3 separate regions of the Sus scrofa genome follow, and regions 2 and 3 are each linked to region 1. Evidence: chromatin contacts called from public HiChIP or PLAC-seq and promoter capture Hi-C data. All regions are on one chromosome and are shown on one strand. The core of a region is the stretch at or near the end of the contact, and the rest is flanking DNA. Distances in the headings are between cores, read along the strand shown.

Region 1 (4,142 bases), core at 922-3,421:
ACAGAGATAGGATACATTAGGATAGAATTCATTTTCCTCCTAATTCTAATCTAAGAAAAATAACCAGGTAAGAATGGGGTAGAAGTCAGCAGACCATGTCAGTAAGCAGCAAGGAGCCTTCTGAAAAAATAAGGAATATACGCACTGGTAGAAGCTACTCTCCAGTCACTGTTTGCCAAGTGGAACATAAGCCCAGTGTGGCCAGCTCTTGGGACTTTTTAGGAAACAGAAATCCAGATATTTTTGTGAAAATTTTTAAAAATTAAAAAAATTTTAAATGTTGACAGCTAATTCAAAAGAATTTAAAATGCTGAAAAGGCTAAAGCAAACAAGTCTGCAATGTACAAGAGGACTGCCAGTGTGCGATCTCTGGAATTGTAAATTCTAACAGACATTTATCTTATTTTATTATTAAATTATTGCTTAATATATAACAGTTTTACAATTATGCCTTTTATAGAGATCTATAATGTTTCTGTGTTCTTTCTCCATAATTTTGGCATATCTGCATTTTCTAGCCTATCTCCACAACATTGTTAATAGCCTTAAATTCAAATTACCTTCCTTTTCCTCTTCTCTTTCACCCCTACAAAAGGAATTAAAGCATAGAGCTTTTAAAACCAAAGCTTGGAGTCAAACTGGTTTACAGATTAAATTATAGTAGCTTCACAGAGTTTTCTAAAATGGCTAAGAAATTTTACCAGTAATCTTACAAGTCCTTGTACAGGAGAACTGAGCAAATATGATTGGCACGCATACACACGAAAACATCACTCCACTGAAAACTGAAATCTTAGTATGTGAGTCATTTTTCTTCACACTGCCATGTGCCTTCTCTAAGTCTGGGGACCACCATCCAGAGAATTTTTGGTAATTTTGGTCCATCTTCTCCACCCAAACTCCATCAGCATTTACGCTAGGTTTTTATCATAACTGTACATACCTCTGCCTTCCTTGTAAAACCATATCTCTCCTCTGTTATCAGCAGGCCTAGCACAATGCCTAGCACATAGTCGGCAACGCAAGGGTTATTGCATAAACTACTATCATCATCCAAATAATAGCTACTGTTGCCAGAGAACTTACTATGTAAATTAAGATGATTGTGGAAACGGATGCAGCTGACAATGGTAACCACTTATAGTTTACCTACATTAACCCAGAGGCTTTCTCAGACCAGACTATCCAATTCAAGATGCACCCCAGTCACCCTGTGGCACATAACCTTACTTTCTCTGAATAGGATTTACTACTGTTTAACATATTCTTGTTTAATTACGCCTCCCTCACTATAATGAAAGCTCCAAGAATACAGTCATTTTGTCTACCTTGTGCTTGGCACACAGAAAGCAAAGAAATGAATCTAAACTTCCCACTTTCTTGGGTGGAAGAGTTGACTTGCACACAATAGACCACAACAAATATGTTTTTAAATTTAGATTTAGATTTCAGGATAACTGTGTTGAATAGCTTATGATTCATAGTGAACTCTGGGAGTGGAATAAAAATAAAACTTTGTTCTCATTCCCCCAAGCACTTACTGACATAGGTGCTGGCATTTTTGCTGCAACAAGAAAGCCACTTCCTCTGACGTAAGGTGCCCCACATGTCTGGGTCTTGCCACATTCTCAGATACAGAAATCAGGATGGCTAGGCTGGCTGGGGCGGTCAGGATTCCAGACGCTCACACTAAGAGAGCAGGGAGTGGAGGGGTCGCGGGACCCCTCTGCTGGGAGTCGACCGTGAATGGGTGTCAGGAGGGTCTCCGCGGATTCTTGCGGCTCCGCAGGGCCGCTCTCAGCCTTGGGGCTCCCCTTCCTATTGCGTTCCGCTTCCTTTACCTCCAATGCCCAGAACGCACCCCCAAGATTCCAGAGGGCGACGTCATTGAGTCCCCTGTCACGTGAGGGATCCTGGCAGGTTAGAGGCCTGGCGAGGTGTTGGACCGCGCCCAGGGCTGTTCTGTCCCAGCCCTGCTTCAGACTACCGCCAGTTCCGGCCTCTCCTACCGCGCCCGCCAGCGTGGGCCCCGCCCACCCCGCCAAGGCCTGGCCCCGCCCCTCCCGCCCGCCGCGGCCCCGCCCATCTTGGCTGTGCTTTGGTCCCGCCCACCTTGCTCCCTCCTGTCCCGTCCCGCCCCGCCCCTTGAAGCCCCATTTATTCCTCCCCGCAACACCTACAAGGCTAGAACCAGCCATCCGTTAGCTGTCGCTGCTGGGCTTCTTCATCTTCCCGCGTCACTGCTGCCGCCATGCCCGGAGGTCTGCTTCTCGGGGACGAGGCTCCCAACTTCGAAGCCAATACTACCATCGGCCGCATCCGTTTCCACGACTTTCTGGGAGACTCGTAAGTGGCCAGTTTGTCGCCCTGCCCTGGGTTACGCCCGGACTCGGAGGTGCCTTCCCCTTTTTCTCCCTTCCGTCCTCCACCGCTTGCCGCCCGCCTCCTCCCGGCACCGGTTCCTGCACGTGCCTTTCCTATGTGCCCTGCCCCGCGGCGACAGATCGCCGCTGAGAGGAGGCGACCCTCTGGTCAGCCATGCGCCCGCCACTTGATCCTCTCCAGCCTCCCGGCCCCCGCATGGCTGGGCTGGCTTTAGAGAGGGGGAGGGGAACAAAATCAGGTCCTGGGAACTGCAGGCCAGTGCAGAGGAGGGTTTGTTGTCTATTTAATTCTGTCTTCTAAACTCTGCAAGTAGCGTGGTTCAGCCGAAACAGGGAGGAGGCAGGAGCCGAGCCTCATCTGCGGTCAGTTCCTGGGACTTGTGCCCAGGGTCTCACCTCCCTCCTTCGGTTCTGGAATTTGCTCCCTGGGGAAAGTGGGTGTCCAAGGCCAAAGTCAGAGGACACTGCTGCTGGCTGAAGGTTCAGGAAGGGCCCAGCGTGTTATCTGAGGGTTCTGCTTGCTGCAGTGGTATTTGCACAAAAAATTTGAAACCACTAGCTTGCCAAGTAAGTAGCTGAAAGACTTTTTACCCTGATCCTGCTCCAGTGGCCACAATATGATTTGATAACAGCTTTGGGAGGATCCCAGAACACTCTGTGTGTGGGTGTGTCCTTCACTCCAGAACCTGCAACACCTTGAGGCAAGGGCTTCCTGAGGTCGTTCAGTTGCAGTGATCCATGGCAGGCACCGGAGCACCCCACCTCCCCAGTTGTAGACCCTTTTGTTTCATAGCTGCGTGCCTCTCACTGCCCCCTCCCCCATCTGCCATGCTTCCAGCAGCACGTAGCCTTGCCGAATCGCTGACCCATGATCTAGCCTGGCAATCATACCACTATGACTTGGAGTACATGGGTGTAACCGTGGTTTTACAGCTCCTGAATAAGCAAACTTTAAGTTTATTACATTTAACATGAAACGGCCCAGATGTGTCTAGTTATGTTTCTGGAGTTCCAGTGGCCCCACTACACTGTGGTCCAAGGCTTTATGACCTTTGCTTTGTACCCTTTTTATATAGTGTCCAGGTATATGTAGTATATACAGAGGGCAAAGTTTATGAGATTAATCAGTGCTTGGACAGACCCATGCAGAGCACCTGGGAGAGATTCTTAAACTTAGTCCTAACCACCCCCCTTTTAAATTCCTTAAATCCATTTTCCAGCCACTGATTAAGGGAAAAGCTAAGTTTTTTGAAAGAGAACTAGGCTAGAAAAAGGATGAGAAATGGAACATTCAGACCTTAAAGACAGGGAAGGGCTTCGGAAATACAGACTATGTCCAGTCTCATACTTGAAATCTAGGTATTAGTATTTCTCCAAGACTCCAAAGGATTTTCAGAGAATGTTTCTTCCCACTCCAATCTACAGCCCTCACCTCCCATAAAACAAAATCTTATCAGAACTCTTGAGTTAAATATATTAAAGATAACTATTAATATAAAGCATATTTACTGTAGCAATATTTATAAATGATGTAGCTATTTAAACTAACCCACTTGGTGGGGGTTAGGGGGAGTATTGTGTATTGGCCTTGACCTTGATTTGATTAATAGCGTGCCTTCTCAGGGAGTCACCAGTAAGAAGAGAAAAATATCTGCATTTATAAACAAATAATATACAAGTCAGTCTCAAACCAGGCAGGGGATAGTACTATTTCCTGCCCTACCCTAAAAATAAGTTTGAGCCTTTTATATCATTATA
Region 2 (4,142 bases), core at 1,203-3,702, 940 kb before region 1:
CTCATGATCTGAAGCCTTAAAACAAAGAAGAATTAACACAAATAGAAACTTGGGTGAAGAAGCTAATTTATAGGGGAGATGAGTTCAGTTTTACGCAGGTAAAATTTGAAAGGGTGGTAGAATAAGTGTTATATCCAGCAACTACTTGTAAAGAGGTTGGGATATAGACCTGGGAGTCAACAGTATAGTTGAGAACTGGTTTTATGAACTATCCAAGAGCTCAGAGAACTGAAGATTAAACCTTAACACGAAGCTATGGAAATGAAACTAGCAAAAAGAGAAAAGGATATTTATTAATTGAAATAATGAAAGATACTTATTGATTAATAACTAGGTGGATGACAACCCTACCACAGCGGTAGCAATAAAGCCCCACCTCTAGGAAAAACGAAGAAAGAAGGAAGGAAAGGAGGAAGAAGGAAGAAAAATTCTACCTACTAGCAGCATATTACAAAAGATCATTACAGAGACTTGGTGGAAAAGACTTGTGGGTTTGGAGTGAGAAGCAGAGGAGACAGAAGAGGCACCTAATAACTTGTGATGAGCAAGTTTTCTTCAGAACCTTCTTGGCTGTGATCTTCTGAGGGTCAGCTCAGGAGCACCTGTTCTCTGTCCTGAGTAACCTAGTTCCTAGAGAGAAAGGAAAAGGTTAACACAGTAAAGAATGTAAAATAATCCCCATCCTTCTACTGCTCCTACTTTCCTTTTAACTTACATAGTAATCATTTGATACTGCTCTTGGGCAAGAGTAGTGAAGTCAGAGAGATGAAGGGATTTTATTGTCAGTCATACGCTAAAAGTGGCATGAACAGATCATTGGAACTGTTAGCTAATTATTGCCAGAAAAATTAGTTTAGGATGAATGCCTCTTAAACCAAATCACCTGTTGCAGAACTTTTATAATATTCAGTTGACTTATATCAAGAATTTTAGATGAGTCAAAACATTCAGTTACCTGGGAATATAGTAACAACCCTCAATTCAACTTAGAAGGTTTACAAGGAAGTTACATGCTTCAAAATTAGGTGTTGGATGGGAATTTTTCGTCTTTTTTCCCTGGACACATGTGGAATAAGTGGCTCATGCTTTGCTAACACGTGCTTTGAGCACCTTTTACCCTAAACATTAAGCCATGTTGCTTGGCACAGACAATTGGAGTCTCCATTCTTCTTTTTGTCTGGCTGCTTTCTGGAGAAGATAGTTGAGTTTCCCACAGCCAAGACAAAAAGGGAAACACCATTGAGTTATATTTTTGCATCTTATTTTAGAAAAGAAATATCCCTCGGTAGCGACTAACTCTCTTCTTAGTGTCAAGAGTCTGAAACAAATATATCACCAGAGATAGAAGAAGGAACACATTAGGCCAGAGGCCAGACGTCTTCTTCCTTAAACAGAAGCTAGTGCCCACTTACGAGAGTTATGTCAAGAGGCGCTTGGGAAGAAAAGCAGTCAAGCATTTTGGACTTTCAGGCAGAGGGTCCCTAAACAAGCTTCTGAGAGATCTTTTAGGGGCCTCCGTGACATAAAAATCTGGGGTGGGCACATTGCTCTTTTTAAAGGTTGAGAGGCGATCACTTTTTTGGACTGCAGCAATAGACGCATGTACACGACCATCTTCCCGTTTTCGGTGAAACCCAGGACTTGGTGCTCTCCCAGCAAGAGCGGCAGTTTCCCGTTCTGGCCCCACCGCAGCAGAAGCAAAGTACGAATCCCAGAGAATAGTGACCCAGGGAGCAGATCCCAACAGAGGAATCCAGCCGGCGGGGAAATTCTCCAGGAGGCTGAAAAAAAGCGAAAGACTCTTCACTTCAGCCAATCAGATGAGAGGAAATCTTGCCGCACTCTTCCCCCTCCTCCCCGCCCCCGGCTCCCGCCAACCAATCAGCATCTAGCTTGATGGGCCCGCCCCACTGACACCGGGAAAACGCCTTTTAAATTGTATTGGTATAGTTTTACCCCGTCATACTCAGCCTTTCCACGAAGTTTGGTAAAAAGAGGCAAACTGAGTGTAAATTGAAAGCTGGTCAGTCTTGCGGTGAGAAAGAGAAACTACACACATTTTCATCAAAACAGTGATACTAGGAGGGACAGGGAAAGGGAAAGGCGGATTCCTGAAGGAAAACTACAACTCCCAACGGCCCTTGCGCTGACTCGACGCGCCCTGGGCGAGGGGGCGGGACACGGTAGGAAGAAGGCTGAGGGTCAGGAGACTCCTCTCGGACTTCCTGAATTGGGCGGGATTTGAGGTGGGCGGGGCGTCGGCAACCTCGGCTGTCGCGCTTTGTGTCCTCCCACAACGGGCTTATCCGCTTGAGACGTCGGAGGGGGCGTGGCCCGCGCGGAGCCTGGTGGGTGTGAGAGCGCCGCTGGACGTGGGTGACGCGTCTCCTTCCAGCTCAGCGGTGTGTGAGGTGTCGCGGCCCTGCTGGCGATTGGCTGTTGAGAGGCGAGTACGCTGCGGCCGTTGGTCGCCGGCAGCACGGAGCGAGAGCCGGGGAGGGCTGGGGGGATATGGGGCGGCAGTGGCGGCGGCGGCTGGAGGAGGCGGGCGCGGACGAGCCGGCGGCCGCGGCAGCAGCGGCAGACCCCGGAGTCTTCCTGTGAAGCGCCCCCGTCGGCGCCCCCGTGGGCCACTGAGAGAGGGCGGCTAGCGCGCGAGCTGCTCAGGAGCTGCTCCTCCAGCGCCGCAGCCCTTCGGACTCTCGGTTCCATCCTCGCTCTCCTGCTCCGGCTCCTCCATCTTGGCCTCGGCAGTGGCGGCTGCCGGGAGGATGTGCCGCCTTCTGGCAGGGGAAAGAAGGAGGAAAAGATGAAGAAGTACCGGCGGGCCTTGGCCCTGGTCTCCTGCCTCTCTCTGTGTTCTCTGGTCTGGTGAGTACCCGCGATAACTCGGGAGTTTCCCGAGAGAGGAGAGGGGGGCGAGGGAGCGGCCCAGGTCACACCCCCAAATCATCCTGGCTTTTAGGGTGCGGGTTTCTAAGGCTGCTAGAAAGCGACAAACCAATTACTCTGTGACTCTCCCGCGGACTGGCCTGGCAGCACTCTGTGCGGAGGTTATCACGGTGCATTTTGGAATTCACAGAAACTAAGTGGGAGAGAAAGGTGCCTAGGTGGTTTTGTACCTACCCAGTTACCCTGACGCTTGGAGACGGTGGAGTGTTCGGCTAGTCTTCAGATAAATGTGCTGTAAGTTTCTCGGGCTTAGTACCAGCCACTTGCCTTCATGGTGTGGTAAGGGCATTAAGCAAGTCGGATGTGATGGGTTCCCGAATTGTGATTTTAAAAACGTGACTTGTCATGAAGGTAGGTAGTATATGAGAACTAGTTCTTCTGGTCCTTTCTCGCCTGGTCTTTGGCCTCGGGCACACTTGGATACTTATGGGGGCGTTATGAAGCAATTCTTCAAGGAGTAGATAATAGGAAGTTGTTAGTTTAGTGGAGTGTCTTAGGTGTAGTGTGCATAGTGGTTTCTGGTGGTGTGGCTTGGATATTGTGCCTTAGTAATGTAAGGATAGTCCTGCCCTTTGAAGGCGGGAAGAGTGCTTTGTCTATAAAGTTTACGGAGTTTCTGTTAATCTCTGGCACAGAGATTTGAAGGGACAGAAAGAGCTTGTCAGTCAAAGGATCACTACCACTGTACTTGGAAAATCCATTTTGTCCTCCAAGGGAATTTCTTCAAAGATGTGTGATATTTGTGACCAAAAAGATGATTCTTCAGTTAAAAGTGATTTGCTGTTATATTAAAATCAAGATAAACTAAGTTTCTTGCTTAGTTTATTTCTGCAAAACGAACAGTTTTTTCATTTATGTAGGTGACTGATGGTTTCCAAAGACAGTGAAGTTGTTGCTAACATAAAATAGTATATAAATAAGAGGAAAAGAAAACACTTGCCTGGCTGAAGAATTTCGATTGGAAGATTGATAGACATTTTAGAGAACAAGAAATTTGGCCTCTTGCCTTCATTCCCAATGTTACCTCACCTTATACTTACTAAGTTGAAATGTGCATATAGATGAGTCCACTTACTTCATTTTAAATTTAAATTTGTACCTGAGGTATGGAAAACATTGTATTCATATCCACTTTTCTCTGGGGGCTGTTAAATTCTTTGTAGATTATGTATCTTTTCTTTATACTTTCT
Region 3 (4,142 bases), core at 798-3,297, 540 kb after region 1:
GAATGACCCCTGGAGATTAGAGGTGTAACATGTGGCCCTGGAACAGAGTTCTTTTTTTTTTTTTTTTGTAGCAAGCTGTCACATCAATGATCCTATAGTAGTGACTTAGCTATTATGCTCCGCTTTAATAGAATTAACTGGCAACAGCCAATGGTGGATATTATTATTGCTGCCAAAGGCATATGGAACTGAATTTTGGGAACACTAAACTTATTTTGGACTTATGATTTAAACATATATTTCCTTTTCTGGGAGCTAAGGTTCTTATTGAGTGTAGATAATTATAAGAGTATTGCCCTTTTCCTTTTTTTTTTTTTCTCTTTTTAGAGACACTCCCTCAGCATGTGGAGGTTCCCAGGCCAGGGGTCCAATTGGAGCTGTAGCTGCCGGCCTATGCCACAGCCACAGCCATGTCTGTGACCTACACCATAGATCTCAGCAACGCCGGATCCCTAACCCACTGATGGAGGCCAGGGATTGAACCTGCGTCCTCATGGATACTAGTCAGATTGGTTTCCACCGAGCCACGACGGGAACTCCCAAGAGTGTTGCCCTTTTTGCCAGAAAGCTTTTTTCAGTTAGCAGGTATCAGAAGGCAGAAACTATGTCTTTTTCATCTGTTGTCTTTCTTATGGTGCCCAGAGTTAAGTTTAATAGTAATTTATTTAGCAGAGACTTAGAATCTACTTGTTGGCTTATTTATTAATAAACACAGATGAATTGAGTTATTCTAACCTTAACTTTATTAAATATCAAAAGTTTAGCATTTATTGAGGTCCAGAGCTAGGTAGACTCTCAGGAGGTTAAAGGACTTTCTGGCAAGGTGGGGGAAACACAAAATAGATGTGATATTCTTGATATGTCCTGGCATCTACAGACATTTAAATTAGGAAAAAGGTAGGTGTGTGTGTGCATGTGTAGAATTTGAGAAGGCTCTTTGGACAAATGACACATTTCTCAGGGTGGCTTTTGGACTTAGGTAGGGAAATGAGTACAGGAGAAATGAAGTGGGACAAAGGGAGAATTTTAAACCAAAGAAGCCATTCTAGAACGGAAACCATTGGACCTGCACTTAACTCTGGCTTCAGTGTATGATAACATTTATGGAGTAGTTTCTATGGGTCAGACACTATACTAGGCATGATGGAAGATTAAAAATGAATGAAGCAGGTTCTCAAAGATTCTCTAGTGGGAGAAAATTTTGCACAGATTTCCCTAGAGAAAGCTGAATATATTAGGTGACACAAATGTATAGTAACAAAGTGCTGAGGAAATTTGGAAAATTTCCTGGTCATTTCTGGCTGCAGGATCTAGGAAGGAGGATGTTCAGAGTTGAAGGATCAGTAAATACTAGTAGATGAAAACGAGTTGGCTTATTTTTATCTTTAATAGTTTGTACCCCCAATTTATTACCCTAAAGGATAAAAAGGTGCAAATGAGGGTACATTTTCTTCATAAATACATGTTTCCAGTTCCTTACTCGCAGGATATTTTCTTATTCAGTCTCCCCGGAGTCCCACAAAACGAACCAGCAAGGTGGTGCTTCCTAAGTACACAAGACACTGAAAGAGGCGAAGACAAGAAACTGGTGAGAAAAGGTAGCATTCTTTAAATTGACTTCTCTGAGGATTACGGGACATTAAGACTGAAAATATTTGTAAACCAGGCTTTATGAGCAAGAACACAACTGCCTTAAACTCAGAATTATCTAAGAGCTCAGTAACTTCTGGGCAGAAACTCGGCCCAGGTCGCTCGGGGCTCGAGCCAGCACGGGCTGGTTCACGGGCGCAGTTATCTCTCCGGAAGGCTCTGAAGCGCGGCGAGCGCCTCTTGCCGCTTTCCAGGTCCCTACCCCTAACAACCCAGGTCTGCCAGCTCTTCTCTCCCCTGCACCAGCGAAATCTCGGCCAGGCGGAGACATGTGTGCGCATGCGCGCCCACCGCCCTGAGCAGAGGAGGTGCTTCTGCCCTCAGGAGCGCGCACGCCGCGCCGAGGGGCCCGGACGCGCGCGCTCCCGACCCTCCTCCTCCTTCTCGGCCCGCCCCTCCCTCGCCTCTTCCTGCCGGGCGGTCCTCCTCCCCTCCCCACTCCGCTCCCTCCGCCTTACTCCCTCCGCCCTCCTAGGGCTCCGGCGGCTGTGGAGTGAACGGGACGGGCCCGGCCGCAGAGCGCGGGGCGGCGGGTGGGACTCGAGCGCCTGGTAGAGTTGTTCCGGCCCTGTCCGCGGAGACGTGAGGAGGTGAGGCGAGGGCGGCCTCCTAGGGGCCGGTGGGCGGACGGGCGGCCCGGAGCCGCCGGCCCGGCTGGGGGTGTTGTCCCTGGGGCTGAGCCGGAGGAGGATTGTGGTGGGGGCCGGGCCCGGGACGGGATGCGAGAGGACTCGGGAGGAGGGTTTAGGATTGTCGGTCGCTTCCCCGACATCGCCGTTCTCCCGGTGGCCGCCCCCCGCGGCCCGAGCAGGCAGGCGGCAGGCTGGGTCGGCGCCCCTCACCTGGGGCGGGTGGTGACGGGTGCTCGCTTTCAGCTGTGCCCTCCTGACATTGTCGCCGCCTCCGCCGCTGCCGCCCGCTGCTGCACTGTGGCTGCTGCCGGGTTCGAAGTCCCAGCAGCCCCACGTCCGGGGGCGAGTGGTTAGGATTTTCTTACCCACATTCAGACATGTGTTCTTGACCTGGTCTCGCCCTCGCGCTCCGCCTGTCTCCGCCCGGCGGCACTTTGCTCCGCTCTTGCTGTTGATGCTTGTGGTTTTGCAGTCTGGGATGGGCTGCGTCCTGGGCAGATCTCTACCTGCAAGAAATGCCCCGCTTCAAAGTTGACCGCCTGGCCATGTCAAACAACCCCTGTCCAGGTTGTATGTGCTCAGTGTCCTGATAACTGAGTCAAAGTTTCTGAGACTGGGCTAGTACTTTGCACTGGTCGCCAACGGTGCAGGGCTGGGCAGTGCGTCAGCATGTGGAAAGGGGCCACCGGCTAGCAGGAGGTGGCCGGGTGTTAGGGGACTGGTCTGACAGGGTCTGTTTCTGGGTCCAGGTGCTTGTGTATTCTCCTTGTACACTCAGATAGGATTATCTTAGAAATGTACCAAAATTAGATGGTCACTTGCAGACTTGAGGGTTTCATGTAAGTAATGAGAAATGCCATCCTCATTATTGCTAATGGTAAGGAGAACTTTTGCTTGCCTGACAGATTTCAGTGCTGTCTGGAAACTGATTTCAGGGTCTGAATGTTTGGTACTGGAAACTTAAGGGATTTTTAAAAATACATTTACATTTTCTTGTACATGGAGGGAAGTAGGTAGTTGCCTGTTAGAATTCTGAAAACATAATTATCACGAAAGCCTTCTGACTTTTCTCATGAGTGTTTATGTGTGGCTTCTGTTGCACTTTTGTAGTATATCCAATAGTCTGATGTCAGAAGATACAAACATGAAGTTTGCTTGTGGGCAAATTGGAAGTGGATTTTGTCCATGGAAAATATTGGTGCACAAGTTGCCAGTACTGGAAAACTGGCCTGTGATTCATTATCTCAACAGAGTCTTATGTGAAACTGACAATGAAATTACAAAGGAGAAAGACCAGATAAATTTAATGTATACATTATCATCATATTATATTAAACACTCAGTGGTTGGGGGGGTGAGTTGAGACTCTTGAGTTAGAGTCGTGTCTCTATTGGAGTTCCCTTTGTGGCTCAGTGGTTAACGAATCCGACTGGGAACTATGAGGTTGTGGGTTTGATCCCTGGCCTTGCTCAGTGGGTTAACGATCCGGCATTGTCATGAGCTGTGGTGTAGGTTGCAGACGTGGCTCGGATCCCACGCTGCTGTGGCTCTGGCGTAGGTCCGGTTAGACCCCTAGCCTGGGAACCTCCATATGCCGAGGGAGCGGCCCAAGAAATGACAAAAAGACAGAAAAGAAAAAAAAAAGTGTGGTGTCTCTATTAAGCCAGGCAATAATGTGCCCTGATATTACCCACACCAAGTCATGTGGGGAGGAATGGATGTAGTTGGGCAGTGTTTATATGTGAATGTATTATATAGCCAATATTGTATTCTGGAAAGCTAGAAACAAGGTCCCCAATGTTATTGGGACATGAAGTAAGTGAAGGAATCAACCTTAAAAGGTGTGACTAAGTTTATAAC

Evidence for each region. Promoter capture Hi-C pulls out the DNA fragments that hold promoters and counts their contacts. HiChIP or PLAC-seq counts read pairs in DNA pulled down with a chosen protein or histone mark.
Region 2: a contact with region 1 is called in a promoter capture Hi-C map of liver, with 5 times the contacts expected there. The contact joins the promoter of SUCO here to the promoter of PRDX6 in region 1. A contact is called at or near these places in 2 of 5 promoter capture datasets (fetal liver and liver), 1 of 47 Hi-C or Micro-C datasets (heart right ventricle) and 1 of 2 datasets of contacts at active chromatin or transcription factors (alveolar macrophages).
Region 3: an H3K27ac HiChIP or PLAC-seq map of skeletal muscle shows a contact between it and region 1, with 2.4 times the contacts expected there. The contact joins the promoter of RABGAP1L here to the promoter of PRDX6 in region 1. A contact is called at or near these places in 2 of 5 promoter capture datasets (fetal liver and liver), 1 of 47 Hi-C or Micro-C datasets (liver) and 1 of 2 datasets of contacts at active chromatin or transcription factors (skeletal muscle).

The regions. Positions count from the first base shown.
Region 1 is chr9:115,855,458-115,859,599 of Sscrofa11.1, forward strand. It overlaps PRDX6 (peroxiredoxin 6), which reads left to right and starts at 2,172. Exons shown (of 5, transcript NM_214408.1): 1 at 2,172-2,346. The coding sequence starts at 2,252. It also overlaps a transcript of TNFSF4 not described here.
Region 2 is chr9:114,914,505-114,918,646 of Sscrofa11.1, forward strand. SUCO (SUN domain-containing ossification factor) reads left to right here and starts at 2,453. Exons shown (of 25, transcript XM_003357538.4): 1 at 2,453-2,871. The coding sequence starts at 2,810. It overlaps LOC102164985 (a long non-coding RNA gene), which reads right to left and starts at 2,292. Exons shown (of 3, transcript XR_001299035.2): 1 at 1,967-2,292; 2 at 1,413-1,781; 3 at 1-630.
Region 3 is chr9:116,400,371-116,404,512 of Sscrofa11.1, forward strand. It overlaps RABGAP1L (rab GTPase-activating protein 1-like), which reads left to right and starts at 2,048. Exons shown (of 26, transcript XM_021102607.1): 1 at 2,048-2,240.